3 separate regions of the Mus musculus genome follow, and all the other regions are linked to region 1. The links are chromatin contacts, called in public Hi-C maps. All regions are on one chromosome and are shown on one strand. Each heading gives the region's core, a stretch centred on a gene start, on an enhancer-like site or on the middle of the called end of the contact. The rest is flanking DNA. Distances are from core to core; before and after follow the strand shown. Region 1 has its middle 18 kb from the start of Gm40017. Region 2 has its middle 20 kb from the start of Ankrd60. Region 3 has its middle 53 kb from the start of Vapb.

Evidence for each region. A called contact is a pair of places that touch in the nucleus more often than the background predicts.
Region 2: a Hi-C map of the N1E-115 cell line shows a contact between it and region 1, with 12 times the contacts expected there. The contact joins two enhancer-like sites. A contact is called at or near these places in 3 of 15 datasets of contacts at CTCF or cohesin (the NIH/3T3 cell line, hippocampal excitatory neurons and stem cell-derived epiblast-like cells), 56 of 484 Hi-C or Micro-C datasets (the AtT-20 cell line, B cells, the Ba/F3 cell line and 40 more) and 2 of 115 datasets of contacts at active chromatin or transcription factors (astrocytes and oligodendrocyte precursor cells).
Region 3: a contact with region 1 is called in a Hi-C map of muscle stem cells, with 4 times the contacts expected there. The contact joins two enhancer-like sites. A contact is called at or near these places in 5 of 484 Hi-C or Micro-C datasets (B cells, differentiating embryonic stem cells, embryonic stem cells and 2 more).

The regions. Positions count from the first base shown.
Region 1 is chr2:174,898,633-174,902,504 of GRCm38.p6, forward strand. No RefSeq gene overlaps it. Among named protein-coding and RNA genes, the nearest start is that of Gm40017, 18 kb to the right of the region's middle. Within about 2 kb of position 2,194, at least 21 of the 459 cell types and tissues checked have an H3K27ac peak or open chromatin away from gene starts, as enhancers often do. A contact at or near this core is called in the N1E-115 cell line, muscle stem cells and uterus, where this site is marked.
Region 2 is chr2:173,556,594-173,560,465 of GRCm38.p6, forward strand. No RefSeq gene overlaps it. Among named protein-coding and RNA genes, the nearest start is that of Ankrd60, 20 kb to the right of the region's middle. Within about 2 kb of position 2,143, at least 2 of the 459 cell types and tissues checked have an H3K27ac peak or open chromatin away from gene starts, as enhancers often do. A contact at or near this core is called in the N1E-115 cell line, where this site is marked.
Region 3 is chr2:173,788,434-173,792,305 of GRCm38.p6, forward strand. It overlaps the pseudogene Gm14371. Among named protein-coding and RNA genes, the nearest start is that of Vapb, 53 kb to the left of the region's middle. Within about 2 kb of position 1,993, at least 109 of the 459 cell types and tissues checked have an H3K27ac peak or open chromatin away from gene starts, as enhancers often do. A contact at or near this core is called in muscle stem cells and uterus, where this site is marked.

The DNA.
Region 1 (3,872 bases), core at 944-3,443:
CTGCTAGACATCAGGAGCAACCCTACCCACTGCCCACTGTAACAACTCAAATTGCCTTCGAGTGTTTCATGATCACTGTAGTTGTGAACCATTGGGTTGATACTCCTACGTGTTTGCCTTAAGTTAGAGTTTTATGGCTGTGAATAGATGCCATGACCACAGCAACTCTTAGAAAGGGAAACATCTAAAGGTTCAGAGGTTCAGTCCATTATTGTCATGCTGAGAGGCAAGGTCCTGTGCAGGCAGATGTGGTGCTGGAAAGAGAGCTGAGAGTTCCACATCTGGATCAGCAGGCAGCTGGAAGAAAGAGTGACACTGGGCCTGGCTTGAGCTTTTGAAACTTCAAAGCCTGTGACACACTTCCTCCAACAAGGTCACACCTACTCCAACAAGACCACACCCCCAAATATTGCTACTCCATACAAGCCTATTGGAAGTCATTTTGATTCAAACCACGATGCTCAACAATGTTTGACAGACCTTCCTGCCCCTGAAAAGCAGGAGGAAGCTCACCCGGAGAGAACCAATTCATCACATGAAGTCCCAGGCAGCCCTTGATGGGGTCTGTGGGAGGCATATGCTCATTGGAGCCACTGCCAGTGGGGACGGATAGGGACTTCCTGTGCGCCCTCCCTTCTCTGACCCTTTCTCAGCAGCTGCAAGAGGAGCCACCAAGAAAAGCTTCTGTGGGTTAGTTAACAGCTGCAGGGCTGTCTTTGCCTCATTAGAGCATGCTGGACAAAGCCCACTGGAAGCTTGGAATGCCTACCATGTTGAAAAGCTCTCAGCTGCCATTTTTGTCTTCTCAAGCCCTGGGATGCTGGTCGTGAGCTTCTTGAAGACCAGACATGGTTCATGTTAAGAGAGAATGACTGGTTAGACACTAGGTGATTTAGAAAACCTTTATCCTGGGGGGCCATGCTCTGCCCCCTAAGATCCCAGCATGCCCAGTTCATTTCAGTTGGTGTTCGTTCAGTTAGCACATTTTGCCTAATGATGCTCTTTTTTTTAACTTCCTATTTTTGTATGTTTTGAGTGTGTGTGTGTGGTATGTGTGTGTGTGTGTGTGTCTGTGTGTGCATGTGTGTGTGTCTCTGTGTATATGTGTGTGTATATGTGTGTGTGTGCACGTGTGTGTGTGTGTGTGTGTGTGTGTGTGTGTGTGCGCGTAGGCCAGAGGAGCATGTCCAACATCTTTTGTTACTGCTCTCCTCCTTTTCCCAGTGAAGGCTGGGTCCAGATCATTAACCCGGTGTGTGATCTGGCATAAGGCAAGCAAAGGAGGGTGGTGCTCATGGCTGCCTTGTCCATCTCCTATCCTAGGTCTCCCTCTTCTTCTCCTCCTCCTCTTCCTTCTCCCTCTTGTGCATAAATAACTGTGAGAAGAAAACACTTCTCTTCAACCCTGTATCCCCTGCCTGACTTATGGCCTTCAACATTGCTGGCTCAGCTGAAGCTATAAAGAGACCCCAACCTTGGCCTCCTCTGCACATTACAGTATAAAACAGACACCCTAAACCCAGTTTTCCCACTCATTGAGTTCTTCCCTTCCTTAAAAATGATGGAAAGGGTCCTTCTTGGGTCATAAAAAATATGGCTCAAAACCCCAGAACATCTGGCCAGAGCTCATTGTTGAGCAGGACCTTTCCCAAGGACTTGCTGGCTGCCAGACACCTCCAAGGGAGCCTGGAGGCCCGAGGGCCCTGCAGCAGGGCCAGAAGGAACCGGAAATGCCTTACAGACATGTGTTCTCCTGAACACCAGAGGGATCCGCTGAAATTTAGGATCACAAAGTCCCCAAATGACGCAAGGGTACTATCATGCAGTCCCAGGTCCTTTTGGGGACACTGGGACCTCATGCAAGTGTCCAGTTTCTATAAGGCCCTACAGCATAGGGACAGAATGTCCACACCACACAGTAGAGTATGTAAGAGGAAAGGTATGTAGCCCATAGAGCAGAGGGCCAGGCTTTGATACGTGGTAATACTCTCTGACACATTGCAACAGACTGGACACACAGTGACAATCAACAAACAGTGTCCCAGCTCTGACAGGTCCTGCTCTTTGCTCCAGCCACAGGGTTTGAAAAGACTTCCTCTGCAGAAAAGGGGGACCAGCCAAAGAACTCTGGAAGATTCTCTGTGCATGGAAACTTCTAGGCTCTGCAAAGGGAAGGTATTTCATTTGTGAGGCAATAGCACCCTCTGGGGCCAGACAGAAGCATTACCTCTGGAATATTCTCTGGGTCTTCAGAGCTCCTGAACCTAATATAAATCTAATACAAGTAATATTAAATATAATAAAGTGACTGGCCCTATAAATAATATTATATTAAGTATAATATAGTGAGTGACCATACCTTGAGCAGGGCTGTTTGAAGACGTCAACGCAGCCAAAGGACCCTTGTTTGTGTTTTGTGGTTCTGGTCCCTCCATTTCTGGCCCCAGCTGCCACTCCTTGGGAATTTTGGATGGTGGGGTTTAGAAGTGTCACAATGGAGGTTGACCCCTGACCTCCTCTTGGACTTTGATCTGAGGAATCCCTTCCTGCAAAGTGAGGTTACTGACATATCTGTAAACTTAGTTTTGTGCTCAGTGGCCACCTGCACTTCCGGGGGCTGCGGCTGGACCTTAGCGTTGTTACCTCATCTCCTTGGACGTTTGGGTGATGTTTGTTTTGGACAACTCCAACACGTTGGGCTCTCCTGGAATTTGGTTCTTCACTGGTTCCTGAGGAGTCGAGGTTGAATAACTGAAAACAGCAGCTAACTGTCTCATCCTGAGGCCAGCAGGGCTTTCCAGAGAGCCCTTTGTCACTGGAGAGGTCACTGGAATGGACATTGGAATTCTGGGGCTCATAGGAGGTGCAGTGGTCGTGTGAGAGTTAGTTGAGTGCAGAATCGATGCTCAGACTAGTGCAGCGTCAACAAGCCCACTGCCGGGATCTACTTCCAGCACACTTCCTCTGATGTGACCTAAGCATTATTCATTGGACCCCACAGCATTTCCCTCTCCACACTGCCATTCCTCAGAGAAGGCACTGGCCCGCCATCGCGGTCCCACCCCACCATAGCAATGCAAGCACTAAACACTGCCCTTCCGGGTCAGCAGCAGGGGTCAGGCCTCCAGAGCCTGTACCCCTTGTTCCTGTGTCGCCTCGAAAGTCACAGGGTGAGGGTGCTAGTGCTCTGTAGCCTTTCTCTGCTGCTCCGGGGTTGCTCCCAGGCCTCAGACACCTCCTCAAGGATCCAGGTGACAGCCTTGCGCCTACCTGCTTTCTGCGCTCCGTGATGGCTGTCAGAGAACGCCTGCGTTAATTAGATCTCCGATTAGATGGCACATTAAGTAATTATCCCAGGGTAGATCCCAAGTGAAGTCTATTTAAAGTGGGTGCCTGAACTCGTGAATGAAAACAGGGGTGAGTCACGCTCTGTTACACCACGCAGAACCCGAAAGGCAGCGCAGCAGCAACAGGAGTAACTGCGGGCGGTTCTGCCTCTCCCTTTCCTCGCTCAGCAACGCCCCAAGCACTCTTGGCCTAAAATCTGGTACCCAGACTGCTTGTGGCTGGGGAGTGGTGTGCCATCCTTCCTCGACTTCATGCAAGGAAGAGGCAGTATAGTGCCCATGTTGCAGATTCAAAAACTAAGGCAAAACACTGGAAGTGGAAGAATACGGTTCTAAACCAAGGCTCTGACTGAGCTGCAGCCCTGTGGGCGGGCTCACCTCTGGCCGCGCATGGCCAGCCAGTGGGCCGTCATATGTCTATGAAACATCTGCTCACATCCAGCATCTTACCTCATATGGTGTCGTTCAATGCTCTCATATGTTGGCTTTTTGCATTGGGCCAGTTTTTGTGCCCATTTAACAGAT
Region 2 (3,872 bases), core at 893-3,392, 1.3 Mb before region 1:
CAAAGGGAGTCTCAAAAAAAAAAAAGCCTAGTTTAAACATTGTCCTGAGGCCTCACCTATTCAGTCTTATGAAGAGCGTTTTGATCAAGCATGGCTAGCAAGCTTAAAAAGTACAAAGCGTATGGATCAAGTAATAATCAAGGGCACCAGGTAGGGAAGTGCAGCTGGATCCTGTGGTCAAGGAGATAAATGGATTAAAGGAGTGGTGGCCTCAGGGCAGGATCCCACCCAGCTAAGCTTGTTGTTTATGCTTGGAGTTGAACAATGGATAGTTATATTATTACGACATGGTTATTGCTTTTGTTTGGACATAGGAGATATGGTTGTGGGTCACCTTGACATAGGATGGCACGCGCTTTTGATCTGGATCTTAAACATAATCACCATGAAAAGCTTAGGTCCAGGCATGGTGGTCCACACCTTTAATCTTCTGGGAAGTGTTTTCTGAGAGCACAGAGAAGCCGTGTTCTAGGGATAACCAAGGCTGTACCTCGTGCTGCAGCTGTACTCAGTAATGTGTATGAGTCACCCAGATGGTACTGGTTTTGAAGGCATGAAGGGGTCATGGAGAACAGCTGAGGCTTGGAAGGCCTCATAGAGGCCACAGAAGGCCATTGGTGAAGGTGAAGCCTCAGTTCCAGTTGACAGCCCAGGACTGAAGGAGACATGCAAAAAAAGTTGAGGCTTGGCACCATGAAGAGAGCCTATGAGAGGCTATCGGTGCAGCCTACTTGCAGCAGAAGACCCCAGTGTATTGTAGATGCTCATGCCATGGGATGACCATCAAGAACAGCAGCAGCAGTGGAGTGGAATCAGCCATAGCCTAAAGTACCACAGAAAGCAGAGCTGGAGACGTGACCCAAGCCCATTGGAGGAGCCCAGAAGATCATGTGTGGACCCCAGACACTGGAACAAGAAACTGTACCGTTGAAGTTGCCTTGAAGACCCCAAGATGTTTGGGATGTCAGAGTGTGGGATACCTGCCGAGGAAAGCTGCTAACAGGGAATAGAGCCAGCCCAGAAGAAAGAACTCCGATGCAGTCAACAAAGATGAAAAAGGAGTGAAGATCTGAAGACAGCTTTGACATCAGACATAGAGATGCAGAGTTGGGAGATTGTCCGGCTGATTTTTGGTCTTGCTTTGTCCAGGATTTCTTCACTACGCCATTTTGGAATGACAATGTATAGCCTGTGATGTTTGAGTTATGTGATCTGGTTTTTTTTATTATTATCATTTTGATTTTATAGGTGATCACAGTTTGGAGACTGGATGACTCTCATAAGAGACTTAGAACTTTGGACTTTTAGACGTTGTTGAGACTGTGATAGGCTATGAAGACTTTGGAAGTTGGACTAAATGTATTTTTCATTATGCTATGGCTAGGTATGGCCCCCATAGACTCATATGTTTGAACAAGTCTATTAGAGTCAGGGAGTAGAACGTGGTGGTTTGAATATGCTTGGCCCAGGGAGTGGCACTATTAGGAGGTGTGGCTTGTTGCAGAAAGTGTGTCACTGTGGGTATGGGTTTTGAGACCCTCCTCCTAGCCATGTGGGTGCCAGTCTTTTCCTGTCTGCCATTGGAGCAAAGTGTAGAACTTTCAGTTCCTCCAGCCCCACATCTCCCTGGATGCTGCCTTGCTCCCACCTTGATAATGGACTGAATCTCTGAACTTGTAAAGCCAGCCCTGATTAAATGTTGTCCTTTATAAGAGTTGCCTTGGCCATGGTTGTCTGTTCACAGTGATGGAAACCCTAACTAGGACTCAGGTGATCCGGGCCAGAATGGTCAGTGGCTCACAGTGCAGCCAGAGCCGGGTCAGTGGCTCCCAGTGCAGCTAGAGCCGGGCTTCACAGGCTAGGCACTCGTCAACCACCAACCCCACAGGGTGATTGTGACTGAGAACAGAGACTCCAGCCTCTCCCTCCAACACACTCCAACCAACCCCTTCACTTAAGTGTTTTCTAGAACCTGTGTATCCTTGCCTGGCTATAATTCCCAACTGATTTATCTGCCTGGTTGACTGACTACCAGGCCTCCATGTGCTCAGCTTTGATTGACATACAGCCAAGAGTTGGCTGAGAGGCAGCTAGGTGACTTGAAGATTCAATGTTGCCCTGTAGGGTCCCCCACACCCCCTGCAAATTCATGGTTCCACCTCTGTACAGAACTAGGCCACACAGAGCCTCTCTCCAAACATCCCAGTGCCCCTAACTGCATTCCCATCTGCCACAGGCTAGCCTTGACCTCTGAGAATCCAAGAGAAACGGGAGTTCTGCAAACTCTGAAGCTTGCACGTCCATCTGGCCACAAGCTCTGGGAAAGGGGATGCACACTAGCTCTGGCCCCCGCATGCATGTCCTATAGCATCAGTGTTACTGGCTAAATTTGATCCTTATCTCTGTTCTGGACATGTGAAAACAGGATGCTGGGATTCTTGTTCCCAAAGAACTTGAAATTCTTTGCTAAATATATACATTGATGTATAATATATACAGCAAACGATGCCAGGCAAGATATTTTTTCCCCCTCAAAGGGATGGTCACAGGGTCTGAAGCGACCCAGGAGGTCAAAGACTTCCCTCTGGACCTGACTCTGGCAGCTGTTAACAGTCATCTTCTCCAGCTCTAATTCTACACTTCCTGGAGGGGGGATAGCGCCCCCGCCTCATACACCATCCAGAACCTTTCTCAAGATAAATCACTCCCGACTATGACGGCGGGGGTTAGGAAGATATTAAATTATCTGGCGTCTCTGTGTTCTTCACTTCCTCCCCTCGTGGGCTTGGAAACATCTGGAAGAGAAGGGCTGGGAGCATCTTCAGGACTTAATGCCTTTGGGACAAGTCCGGTGAACAAGGCAGGGTGGTGGGGGTGGGGTGAGGTGGGAGTGGAGACTGGAGGGAACTGCAGAAGTAGCAGCAAGTGTGTTCTGGAGCTAGCCTAGGAAGAGGAGGCCAGGCTACACCTCACTCTGAATGGAAACTCAGACACTGGAGTGGTCTCAGGATCCCAAGGTGAGCACCCATAGCTGTGAGCCATGTGACAGCCAAGCATGCTAAGACCACCCCCCCACCCCCCAGAGACAGACTACCTAAGTGCCCTAGGCACAAGTCCACTAGAGTCAGACACTGGATTCCCTCCACTGTCCTTGTCCCTCTGCCCTGTGTTCACATGACTCAAGCCAGCATGAGTGTTGGATGTTAACCACTACCTTCCACACCCATACACACATCTGAGAGTGCACACAGGAATACGCACAAGCTAAACAGAACTCTGGGTCCATTGACAGAAATCACGGGCCAACAGTTGCTCATCTAAAGTGCACAATCTAGAAGTTTCTAGACTGTTGTGCAACAATCACTTCCATTAGACACCCCAACATGTGCACCCTGCCCACGGGCTACTTGAACTCACTTCCTACCCTGCCTTTCCTGGCAGGCCTCCCCACTGGCCACCGGTATTAAGTTCCTGTTGCTGTGGGTTTTATTTGTAGCTCGTAACTGGGTTTGACCCATTCACTTAGGTTTAATTAAAAAAAAATTTTTTTTTTGCTTTCTGTGGGTAACTAATATTCCCCTGTATGAACACCTCAAATTGGGTGGCTAGATTTTCTGATCATGTAGGCAAAGGTGCTACAAACATGACCGTATGTGCCTTTCTGTGTGGAATTATAGCTCAAGTTCTCTCTGGTATGTACCATGGAGTGGGCTTGAAGGGTCTCACAGTATTTCTGTGTCCGACATCCGAAGATGTCCCAAGCTCTTTTCCAAAGAATCTCATGGCTCATTCCAGCAGAGCCTGGCCAGACTCCCCCACCTGCCTGCCAATACCTGCTGCCATCTGTCCTTTGACCTGAACCCTCCTTGATA
Region 3 (3,872 bases), core at 743-3,242, 1.1 Mb before region 1:
CATCTGCCTCTGCCTCCTGCATATTGTAATTTTCAAGATTTCTTTCTTTCCCAGTTTGTATTTGTGAGTGACAACTGCTTCTTGTGTGTATGTATGTATGTATGTTTGGTGTTTGGGAATTATTTCTAGAGATAGGATCTCCTGTGATCCAAGCTAATATCCAACTTACTACAAAGTTGAAGCTGGCCTTGAGCTCCTGCCCCTCCTATTTCATCACCATATTTAGCAGATGTAGATTTTTTTTTCCTCTAGGGACATAATTGTTCTTTGATACATGTTTGCTTTTTCTAGCCAAAGAAACTGGGAAAGGCAGGTTTTTTATTTGTTTGTTTGTTTGTTTGTTTGTTTTTCTGTTTTCTGTGGTGCTTAGAATCAAACACAGGCCTTTGTCTGGTCTAGCACATGACTTTGTGCATATTTAAAGGGTTAAAATCTTCCATCTGCTATCTGGCTGCATGCTCTTGCTCACTTCCTCTATGGAAGCCATGGACAACAGGATGCTGTGCGCTATCTAACACTAGGGTTCGATTCACAGCCCATATCATTCTCAGTATGATAATTCTGCTCCTGGTTGTCGCTGACTCCAAGGGGTTGAATGTTTGGTTCTTCTCTGGCTCTAGCTGGACACAACTCCTTAATTTACACACTTAGAAGCACTGCAAAGATGCCCTGTGCCCAGCCCTTCTGCTCTTCTGTTGTTGTAAGCTGGCCAGGCAGCCAGTTCTCTAAGCCCAGACCTGTGACACATGAGCTTGCTTCTGAGCCTTATCCTGACCACCTACGAATTCAGCTCTCCAAGGCCTACTGTCAGGGAGGAGCTACTACCTATCCATCCCAGCCTCAGTCTCACTCCCATCTTGCTGGCCACATTCTCTTCTCCCTTTCTACTTAGCCTAGAACTTCTGAAGGAAGTGGAGGGAGAGGAACAGAGCCCTGACCCTCTTCAGCTCAGAGTCTGAAAGCCGGACTCCCTCCTGAGGTGTCTTGCATTTCTTTTAACAAACAAGACCTCCTTTGCTTGTTACTTCTCCCCTTAGTCTAAGAGATTTAAAAGGTACCCCAGGACTAAGATATCAATTATTAAATGCCCCCTAGGAAGGGCAACACACTGGGAGGAGGCCCCCCTCAACAAGTCTGCACAGTGTTGTTGGTTTTCTAATTGGGGGCTGGATGGCCTAGAGCCCTCTGCCAGTCACCTGCTGTGGGGCAGGCCTTCAGGGCCAGGGCAGGAGGCTTGACCGACCTATGGCTCTTTCAAGGGGTTCAGGACCTCTCGGTCCCTTGGGGTGCCTGGGACAGTGTCAGGTCCCGTGGCCTCCTGATCTGAGACAGGAGTTACCCTCGATGCTCTAAAACCAACTACCCCAAGAGAGCCAAGTGTCCTCCAGGTCTTATGTCTGCGTTTGGCTCCGTCCATTCTTTCTGAAAAAGCAGTATGGAGAGTGCTTAAAGCCAGTGTGTGCCTTGTAGATACTTAATAGCCCATCCTGAGCCTCCAGACAGGATGCGGGCGGCATTTACCCATTCAGCCAGTGTTTGGTAAGCTCCCGCCTGCAGGGCCAGGTGACACTGCAAGCGGGAGGCCCAGCAGGGGCCCTGACAGGAGGTCTGCTGTTCTGGAGATCCAAGTGAATAAACAGGATGTTGTTGATAAATGTGTGATGGAGATGTAGGGGGCGACAACCCAGCTGAGCAGGGGCTGAAGGAGCCGGAAGGAGTGGGCTGAGCTCTGTGAGAAAACAGAGATGACCACAGAATGGCTGGCATGGAGGAGGGGGCTGCCTGGACTATAGGAGAGTCCTCCAGTGTGGACGGATGATTTCTGCCCTTTGTGGAAGTGGGTCTTCCATCTCTTCAGGTGACTAGCTCTGAGCAGACGGGAGGTGGACGGCTGCCACCCGAAGCCCACCTCTGTAAGTGGGAACAACCCCTGCCCCCAGCCCTCATCAGTGACTAATGGCCCTGCACCAGCCCCTGCCAGGGCCCTAATGCAATTCCACCTGCGTCAGAGGCTCCAGCCAGAGCCTGAGTCACCCTGGCTCCCAGGAGAGGACACACGGAGAGGCCGAGCGAGCGTCAGCAGCACACACACACACACACACACACACACACACACACACACACACACACACACACACACACACTGCTTCTTTGCTCGGTGGTACCGCTGGGAGATTAAACACATTCGCTTAGAGAAAAGCAAAGAAACAACGGCCTCTGCTAGGCAGAGTCTGGTAGCTAACGGGCCTCCGAGAGCTGTGTACAATCTAAACTTTTTATTAAAAAGAAAAAAAGCTCTTTTGCTCTCCTGGGACTTGCACTGTGAAATTATCAACCGCACGGGCTTTGCCTCCCTGTCAACGTGACTGCACACACAGTGGAGAACATTAATTTTGTTTTGTTTTTTCACAGCCGAGACTAGGCTCTTCCCTTCTGCCAAGGAGAATGCTTCTGGGTCTCTCTCTCTGCCAGGGTGGCAAGGCCTGGGGGTTTCGAGGCCCTGGCCTCTGCCCACCACTTCTCTCCTCACTAAAAGAGGCTTTCTTCTGTCAGCTCTCTCCATAGTGGGCATAGCGAACGAAGCCCAGCCCGGAAGCACCCTCTGATTTAGCGTATGTAACCAGGTAGCACAGGACCTGCTGAGCCATTCCAAATGACCTTCCCTGTTACAGCAAGAAGCCCCCACATTCCTCCTAGAACGCCCTGACCTCTGTCCCCAGCCGGGATCTAGCTGACCCAAGCCTCTGCTTACTGTGAAGCCCTGTGCCAAGCCCCTCTCTGTGCCCACATGTCTCCATATGGAAGCTACAGAGAAACTGCTTCAGTCTTTCCCACCAGGGAGGCCACAAGTGGCCTTTGGCTTTCACCAGTCCCTGTATCCTCAAGAGTCACCTATGTTCTCAGGCCCTTTCCACCCGGCCCCAGGCATTTCTGAGCCCACCGGGAAGATGCTGAGATGGGGTTACATTGTCTAGAAGATAGACATGAATGAATTAAAAGCCCTTCTAACACTGATCAACATGTGGCCATGGTGGGTGGAAGAGAGGGGGGGGGGTGATGTTTTGGGGGGAGGCACTAATGCTAGTCTTCTTGAGGAGATAGTATTCAGTCTGAGACTTGAATGAAAGTGCCGAGGGAGGACATGTGGCAGAGATCCCCAGCCAGCCCCCTTCTGCAATCAAGAAACAGAGAGGCAGACACATCTGGGGTGTAGGGAGCCTTGGCTGGACGCTGCTGCAGACAGCCAGAGCTTCGGTGCTCCGTATAGGAGGCACAATGGAGGGATGAGGGAGGGGGTATTGGGAGTACGCAGCAGGCTGGGCTTCACCCCTGCTTTGTTCCTCTCTCCTCTCTCCCACATGTCTTTTCTTTGGAACTATAGTCCCGTTGGTTGACTTTAATAACCAGTGAGAACATTTTTCAGGCTGTTTAACTTTATTAAAAGATTTAAATTTGATGATGAACGTTGGCATGGTTGCTTCAAGCCTCAGAGGCTCGCTCAGCCATGGCTGTGTCCTCGACACCTACTGTCATCCCCACAGGGCTAACCTCCCTCCCTACTGCCATGTAGTCCAGGACTGTAAATAATCTAATTATTTCTTGTACTTTGGTAAATATGCCAGGAACACTCGTAGCTGTCTGAGACCCACAGAGAATATTAACTTGGTGCCTTCCCCCCTCCCCTCTCCCAGAGAAGAATGGATAATAAGTTAGAGCAGTCTCCTTGGCCTGATTGAACCACACACTGTCTCGGAGAGGCCAAGGGCTTTCCTCTGCATGCATCATTAGCCTCATATAGGATTGTTCAAGATCTGTGATAAGAGACACGGGTGGGAGGAGGCAGAAGGAGCTGGGGACAAGTGTCTCACAGC